2 separate regions of the Mus musculus genome follow, and region 1 is linked to region 2. A link is a contact called in public promoter capture Hi-C data. All regions are on one chromosome and are shown on one strand. The core of a region is the stretch at or near the end of the contact, and the rest is flanking DNA. Distances in the headings are between cores, read along the strand shown. Region 1 has its middle 36 kb from the start of A930007I19Rik. Region 2 holds the start of Insl6 (insulin-like 6).

Region 1 (4,102 bases), core at 534-3,033, 160 kb before region 2:
CCAGTGAATGGCTGGGTAAAAGAACAAGGAAAACAGGCTGATGCCCTCATGCTGGCAATTCCCTGGAATAGCACAGATGTCTAAGTCGGTAAAAAAAAAAAAAAAAATGGTGCGGTCCCCAAGTCCTCATATGCTACTAACCTAGTGGAGTTAAGGAATAGAGCGTAGGAACTTCTTAAAACCTAGATCTCCACAGAGAATGACGAGGCAGAAAGACAGAGGGTCAGGGAAGTGTGTGCAGAGGGGAAGGCCAGGACGAGTGAGTATATTTCCTGTCTTGTTTACATGCAGCCACTTCCCCCCCACCCCATACTGCCTGAGTCTTCCCGAAGAGGGTTATTTGAAGCATTTATGCCCTCCCTATCCTAGTCCCTGGCTAGTGCCTCAAAAGCCAAGCTCATAATTTCACCTTGGTCCTTCACTAACCCTGTCACAAGCAGATAAAAGGCAGGCACCTAGTTTCCTAAAGGGCTGAGAGAGAGAGAGAGAGAGAGAGAGAGAGAGAGAGAGAGAGAGAGAGAGAGGGAGAGAGAGGCATCGTCCCACCCCATCCCCTAAGTCTCTCTTCTGTACCTTATCTGATTTTTGTCTTGCTATGGACAAGTGGATGGATACTCATACTGGCAGATGATAAGAAAGGCAGGTCAAATAAAACACCACGTGGTTTTTTTGTTTGGTTTTGGTTTTTCGAGACATGGTTTCTCTGTATAGCCCTGGCTGTCCTGGAACACACTTTGTAGACCAGGCTGGCCTCGAACTCTTGCAAGTTTACATTGTTCTTCTTCAGCACTCAGGCCTGAGTTCCAGCAAGTACCGCGGGCGGTGACTGCACCACTGTAACAGACGGAATTGATGGGAAAATGCCTACTTCCCCAAGGACCCTGAGTGGCTCTTGCTGCCCTGACTGCGCCCTGGGAGTTGTCTTCAGGGTCCCTCAGAAGCCCTCACAATCTACAACTACAAGAGAAACTCTTGCTTCAGCAAGGCATATCTGAGGCGCTTCTCTGGAATTTATGCCAGTGACCATCCTGAGTGGCCCGGGGAGTGGTTGGACAGCTGGGTGGATTTTGGAGTCCCAATCCTGGAGAGCAAGTCTCGATTCTTGTTCTCCACACGTCACCGGAAAGCATCCAGGCTCAGCGCACTTCTCCGTTCCTCGCTGCTTCTTACCTTACTTCTGATCACGAGCTCCCTTCTGTTTTGAATTCCTTGGAGCCCGTCTCCCTTCATTGGACATACAACTGTATGCAATCTCAGTTTTGATACAACTTTCCCAGCTTGTGATGTATATTTCTCTAGTTTTCTTTGAACCCCCCCAGTGTGAAACATATCTAATACAACGTTTTGTACTCTTCATGACACATAGCTGTCGGGGATTCAAATCACAAGATAGAATGTAATACGCCCCGGGGAGTGGGTGGACCCCATATACCCTTGAAACAGAAGGATGTTGCTGAGATGGTCCAGTGCCTTACCCTGTCACTCAGATGCTCAGTCAGAAAATAAAAGCTCTGGTTGAACTGGCTTTGAACTGTCCCTCAGGGCCTTCATGCTTTCCCAACAGCCCTCACAGAGTCACTTCCACTATGTCGCAGTCACCTGGGGATGACACTCTAAAGACTCTTCATTCTGAGAACATTGAACAAAAGTTTTTGTGTTTTGGGAAAGGACCCTTGCACTCCCTACACATGACTTTTCTACCCTGGGGTGGTTCTTGAAGACAACTTCCCCAAGCAGTCGTCAGAAGGGGTGCTCACACTGTCTCTTGTCACATGTGGTTCATATGCTCAGCCACAGCTCAGTCATGCGTATGTGCTCTGGCCCTTGTGACATCTCCTGAGGCCAGCAGGATGCTGGCAAGCCCAGTGTCTGCTCAAACTTATCTTTTAGTTTCTCTTCAGAGTCTCAGAAAAACACAGGTGGAAATCTGCGCTCGATATTGCGGGAAACACAAGTTGTATGTATAAAATTTTGCCAAAACCCCAGTGAAATTCTAAAATTTAAACATATTTTAAAAAAATAATGTTTAAATGTTTTTATGCTGAAAATACTCAAATTGTGCTTGCCTCTCAAATACAGTGAGAATAAAAATTGCTTACAGTCTCATGGCATGGGCAGAGCTACTCACTATTACTATAATTCTTGTTACACAGCCTTGAAAGCAAAGTGAAAGAAGGAAAAAAAAAAGAAAGGAATATGAAATATAAGCTGTTTGCCCCACCACCTCCCACCCTACTGCTGATCTTTACAAAAGGATTTTAAGGAGGAATTTTCCCCAAATTTTGTAAAGAAACGATCTTGCTAATAACAACATCGTGGAGGTATTTTTGTTGTCTGTGAACACCACAGCATCTCAGTGGCCATTCTGCTTTAGAAAACATACTCTAGAGAAAAATGACAGTTTGCACAAAGCCCAACAGCTAGCTGTCTTAAAAGGAATTTTGTATGCATATGATTCTCCAGAAGGGTCATATTTTTGAACCTTGTTTTTGAACAAAGCCCTCTTGACAGTCTAGGGCACTCCTTTCCAGCCATTTTCTTACCTTGGTTGTTTATTTTGGCTTGGCACTGTACCCCAAATGGTGCTAAGGTGCCCTGCGCATTACCCCACCATCCCCCGCCCCTTCTCTCACACATACCCACCACTATTGGTCTCTCCTCTGGGCTTTGGTATTTGTGAGCTTACATTTCAGTCCTGGCTCAGCAACACTGTCTGCATTTTCTCCTCTGTCTAAGACTTGAACCCCCTGCCCCCATAGGGTCCCATGAGAATGGACAAGTAATAGATGCAAATTGTGTGCTGACTTCATAATAACTTACCAACATACAGAGACTTAAGATGACATTCAACAATTTTTTTTGTATTTCTCTGTAATTTTGTTCTTGAGATTTCCATGGTCCGATGGTAACCTATAATACCAACACAGCTCTATGACTAATCTATTTTCACTCTGCTAGACAAGTTATTTCCAGTTTGGGGACAGAGATGTTGTAACTAAAGCAAGTTCTTTCCCTTCTGTTCTACTTCTTTTCTTTAGAAGAAAATTCCTGGAATAGCATTTCTAAACAGGGACATTAACCTTGAGCAATCTAACTCTGTCTCTCTCTGTCTCTCTGTCTGTCTCTCTGTCTGTCTGTCTGTCTGTCTGTCTCTCTCTTTCTCTCTCTCTCACACACATACAGAGAGAGAGAGAACAACTTTTTGTGCCTACAGTGTCTTCTATATTTTGCATTTCCTTGGAGAGATTTTTGAGCAGCAGAATTACTTGAGCAAACTGGAGGACAAGTGGCCTGCCCTCCATGCTATAAATCCTATATATGCCTCATTGTGCCAATTTATTCTTCCATAAACAATCTATGAAACCACCAGCTTCATATAGTCTAGTGTATTGCTTAGCGTATTACTATAGAGTATGTATGTAAGTAGTGATACAATTAAGAAATTTCTTGGCCAATGAAACAGCAGGAAAAGCCTGTTCAAATTTTATCTTGACTAAATATTTTGTATTTTTTCTATTCCAATTTTAAATTGCTTGGTAAGTTAATCATTTCAGCACATGTCCTGGTTTAACAAGCAATATGATCATTTCTTCCTTTCTGTCTCTACAGATGAACATCCTGGGCATGCTTGCTTCCTCTGTTTGCTGCAGCTGTTATAATGTGGAAGTTAATTTTCATAGGACAAACAGAACTGAGCAGGAAGCACGCACCATCTCCTCTTGGGAGGACCCTGGCTGTTAGAACGAACAGTGGTACACAAGTTCTATTAGATGGGGGCAGCTGCAGGCACTGCCACATCATTGCAGGATGCAGGTCCTTGCTAGCATCTCAGGGTTTTGTTCCAAGATCAACAGAGATGTTCTGTTAATATGTTAATTAATTGGCTTTCTCTTCTCTGTGACAAGAAACCCCACAAAACACCCCAAGGAGGGAGACATTTCTTCTGGCTCAGTGTTAGAGTGTCCGTGATCACGGCAGGAAGAGTATTGCATGGTAGAGTGGACCGACACCTCCAACAAGGAGGGAAGGAGACAGCATGGGGGCAGGGATGCATTTGAGAAGAAGCCCATTCTCAAGGGCTGTCCTTATCCCACTTTTCCTT
Region 2 (4,429 bases), core at 535-3,034:
GAGCACTTGTTGCTCCTTCAGAGAACCTGAGTTTGGTTCCCAGCACCCATGTCAGGTAACCATTTGATCTGACACCCTCTTATGGCTTCAATAGGCACTACACATACCCATACATATATTTAAATATAAAAGCCAATTAAAAAAAAAGAAATGTGGTACATATGCACAATGAAATTTGAATACATTTATGAAGAAAAAACCCACAAAATTATGACCTTTGTAGGAAAATGGATACAAGTGTATATTATGTTAAATAAAGTACATTTGATTCAGAAAGACAAATATTTTATGACAATGTTCTGGAGTAAAATTAATAGTATGGGATTCTAGTAAATACATCTGAAATTAATTTTATAATATTAGAACTTATTCACTCAAAATTAGGCATGCAAATAATTTTTTTTCAGTTAAATAAATCCATTCAGCCATTATCCTGCTAATAATAGTGTGTAGCAGTTAAGAATGCATTCCCAGGCAGTGGGATGCTTTCGCGGGTTAAGGCACTTGCTGCCAAGCCTGACAATGTGACAACGATCTTGGGGTCCCATATGGTGCATGGAGAGAACTGGATCCAACTTATACACACACATCAGCAGTAAATAAACATCATAATAATAATAATAATATAATAATAATAATGGTGATGATAATTTATTGTAAAAAAGAATGTGCTCATATAAATAAATTAAGGCAATTTTTACCGGGAACCGGATACTAAATGATGCTTTTATGTACATGTAGAATCTAGACTTAAAACTATGTATTTGTGTGTTTATATATGTGTATGCTTAAATGTTTGTGTTTGTAGGTCATGAAACTACAAAAGGGATTCCGAGAGGGATGAGTGCTTAAAGAAGGTAGGAGGCAATCAATTAATAGAGGACATGTAATTAAAAAAAAGCAAAAAGGGGAATTACTAAAGGCAGGAACTGGGAGAGGGTGGTTAAGGGAGGCGAGTAAGAGAGAGTGAAGTACAGTGCGATAGATGTGAGAAGACACCGCGATGGAATGAGTAATTTTTAAAAAGGGTTTATTTATTTTATTTGATATGTATGAGTGTTTGCTTGCATGTCTGTATATGCACCACGAGTATGACTGGTACTGAACCGGAGTTACAGACTACCATGTGCTGCTTTGTTGGTACAGGGAAGCGACCCCGGATCCTCGGCAAGAGCAAGTTCTCCTAACTGCCAAGACATCTCTCTAGTTCCAGTACCAATTTTTTAAAGTTAAAAAATATAATCCATGAAGGAGATAAGTTTCTCCGAAGGGAAGAAATGGCTCCTGTAAACACTAGGCAAAAAGAAGATCACATTCCAGGTGTGGGGGGGATGCTGCATCTCAGAGTCCTAGGTTCTCATATTTCATGAGGCAGTTTCTTGGAGCGCACGACAAGGAAAATGAATGAATAAAGTCAGAGAAAGAAGACATTTTAAAACTTGCATTTCTGAGGCCAAAAGAGCCTGTTAATTTCAACTTTGACGACAAGGAAAATGAATGAATAAAGTTAGGAAAAGAAGACATTTTAAAACTTGCATTTCTGAGGCCAAAAGAGCCTGTTAATTTCAACTTTCTGCAAGCCGGAAGTCCATGTAAGCCTGGAACACCCCGCACCTAACCAAAGTGTTCTGGAGAAGATTGCCTGCGAGGGAGGGCAACCCGAGGGCGGTGCGGAGAGGGGCGTGGCTGGGGGCGTGGTGGGTGGCGAAGGCGGGGCGGGGCGGGGCGGGGCGGGGGCGGGGCGACGGCCGTTGCAGCGCGCCCGGCCCTGTGGCGGAGCCCAGGGATGAAGCAGCTGTGCTGTTCTTGTCTGTTGTGGCTTGGACTCCTACTGACTCCTTTCTCCAGGGAAGAGGAAGAGGAATCCAGACCCAGGAAGCTGTGCGGCAGGCACCTGCTGATAGAAGTTATAAAACTCTGTGGCCAAAGTGACTGGAGCCGGTTCGAGATGGAGGAGCAAAGTCCTATGACACAGTTCTTTCCCCACTACTCACGCAAGGGCAAAGCCTTCAACCCTCACCCTTCTTCCTCCGCCTGGAGAAGATTCACAAACCCAGGTAAAACTCTGAAGGGAAGGCTTGGTAGCTTATCAGTGTGCAAACTCCTCTTTTCTTATCCTTGACTTTGCTCTGCCAGTGAATTTCTGTAGGAAATAGAATTTGTACCTAGTGTACGTGTGAATACAGTTTTAAAAACCATACAGACTTATATGAAGTTCACTTTAGACTTAGAAGAAATAATTTGTTCAGAGTAGGCCTTATTAAAAAGATGGCCTTAGGTTTCATGTATACCCCAAATTCCGTGTGTTATAAGCTTAATCTCCAGGGCAGCGTTAGGAAGTGAAGTGAGGGAATTAAATTTTCTTGAAACGGAGTCAGGCCATTATCACAGAAGTGGATTGTCCTGAGTGAATCTGTTGCAAGATCACTTCATCCTCCTTTTCCGGCACCTCCGCTATGGGATGATGCTACAGGAAAAGTCCTTGGACCCTGGAGCATCTTCAAATCACGAGTCAAATAAATTCTTGCTCATTTGAAATTAACCACTGTCGGGGGCATTGTCAGAAGATAGATATAGGTGATGAGGAACTAGTCACATAGATAGGATGGGATGGGATTGGGGGCGTTTATTTAGAGGAAAAGTTTATTTAGGGGAAAGACACTGCTGTCTGAATTATACGGGGAAGAGCGAGGAGGTCAGGATGTGCTGAACAGGAGGGGAAAAGAAGCAACAGCGTAGGGCAGTAAGGTTCGTCCAGAAGGGCTGAGAGAGGGAGAGCAAAGCCAACGGAGCAATTCATGTGAAGTGAAAACTTAATAAAGGGCACAGGGAAGGACAAGGGCGGATGAGATGAGTCTCGGCATGGATAGCTCATCGATGCAGATAGGTAGATTGTAGTATGGGGACAGATGAAGCTTCTCTGTGGTTTGCAGCAGCACTGAAGGTGAACTAGCGTGCTGAATTGCATAGAGATCTCGTGGTCTTGACCTACCCTTGCCATTCTGATATTAGCCTTTCTCCTATGTTGTAAAATGTGTTTGTAGATTCCCTTAACTAATTTTATAGTTTTTTTCAAAGCAGTGTTTGTAAGTGAAGCAACTTATCAGAACTTTAAAAAAAAATCAATGTTCTTACTTGACTTGGAAATAAGGAATTAATGAGAGTCATAAAATGAAGTGGAACTGCTTGTAAACTACTTTCCTTTGCAACTAGGTGGAATTCACCCCTAAAACCATCTATGTGTGACTAGTTTTGCTTTCGATCTCTTTGTCATCGATGTGCGTAGCTTTCATATATCTGTGTCTGTCAAGATTTTCATAGGAATTCATTTCTGTTTGATTTCAAATGTTACAGAATTAATAACCATGTATTACCTAGACTATTTCCTCTTTTCTTACTGCATTTTGCTCCCTTTAATCTTTGCTTTTTTTGTTTAGTTATAACTCTGTCTTACTCACTGTAATAGCAGAAAAGGACGGGAAGCCACGCCCTCCAGCTTCAGGGGACAGAGCGAGCCTGGCAAAACCTCACACTGCAAGTGGGGGTTGGAAAGAAAGACCCAGTGATAGATTCAGAAAGGCCAAGAATCCACGCAGACTCTGACCTCCTCTATTTCCCTTCTTTCCCTTTTCTTCCTCCTCCTCGTCCCTCTCCTTCTTTTTGCCCATTTGTATTTGTGTTCCTTTATTCTATGACAAGCCTCATGCAATCTTTTCAGTCTTGAAACTCACTCTTTCTCCTCTTCCTCCTCCCCTCCTTCTTCCACCTTCTCTCTCTCTCTTTCTCCTCCACCACCTCGTCTTCCTCCTCTGTCTCTGCTTTCTCCTCCTCTTCCTCCTCCTCCTCCTCCTCCTCCTTCTCTTCTAATTTCAAACTACAGAAATGTGACTGAGCCAATTAGTTTCCCCACACACCATGGATTATCCTCCCCCATAAAGATTTCCTTCTTTGAGCTTACAGTGGGGTTACAGGATGCAGAGTGCAGCTCACAGAGCTGAATCTCTGGTTAAAGCCTTGGCGGGGGGGGGGGGGGATTCTCCTCCTAGGCAGTATTAAATGTGACCACAGTAGACATCCACAATGTCTCTGGATAATTACATCCAGGAGTTATTTCAGCTTCTATCATCCAGTAATATCATCCAATAATGCTGAGTTAGACAATGTAACAATAACTCTGCACTTGGAGCACAATGCCACTGCATACTTCTTTACATTTCGTTAAAGAACAAAGTGCTTCTATTAACCACCTAGTTATAACATACACATAGAAGACAGACTGATCGGAAATAATCAAAGGCAGACACTGTAAACAAACAAACTGAACACGGGGTTTAATGGTTATTTCAACAATGGTGACATATGAAGGTCATGAGAAGATGTTCAGAATCACCACAGGACCCAGCAATTCCACTCCTAGGCTTATACCCAA

The links. Promoter capture Hi-C pulls out the DNA fragments that hold promoters and counts their contacts.
Region 1: a contact with region 2 is called in a promoter capture Hi-C map of macrophages, with 7 read pairs. A contact is called at or near these places in 3 of 39 promoter capture datasets (hippocampal neurons, macrophages and pre-B cells), 2 of 484 Hi-C or Micro-C datasets (bone marrow-derived DN3 thymocytes and nephron progenitors), 3 of 130 datasets of targeted methods (bone marrow-derived macrophages, large pre-B cells and stem cell-derived neural progenitor cells) and 2 of 9 other capture datasets (adipose tissue and liver).

What each region holds. Positions count from the first base shown.
Region 1 is chr19:29,484,357-29,488,458 of GRCm38.p6, reverse strand. No RefSeq gene overlaps it. Among named protein-coding and RNA genes, the nearest start is that of A930007I19Rik, 36 kb to the left of the region's middle.
Region 2 is chr19:29,322,673-29,327,101 of GRCm38.p6, reverse strand. Insl6 (insulin-like 6) reads left to right here and starts at 1,784. Exons shown (of 2, transcript NM_013754.1): 1 at 1,784-2,057. The coding sequence starts at 1,787.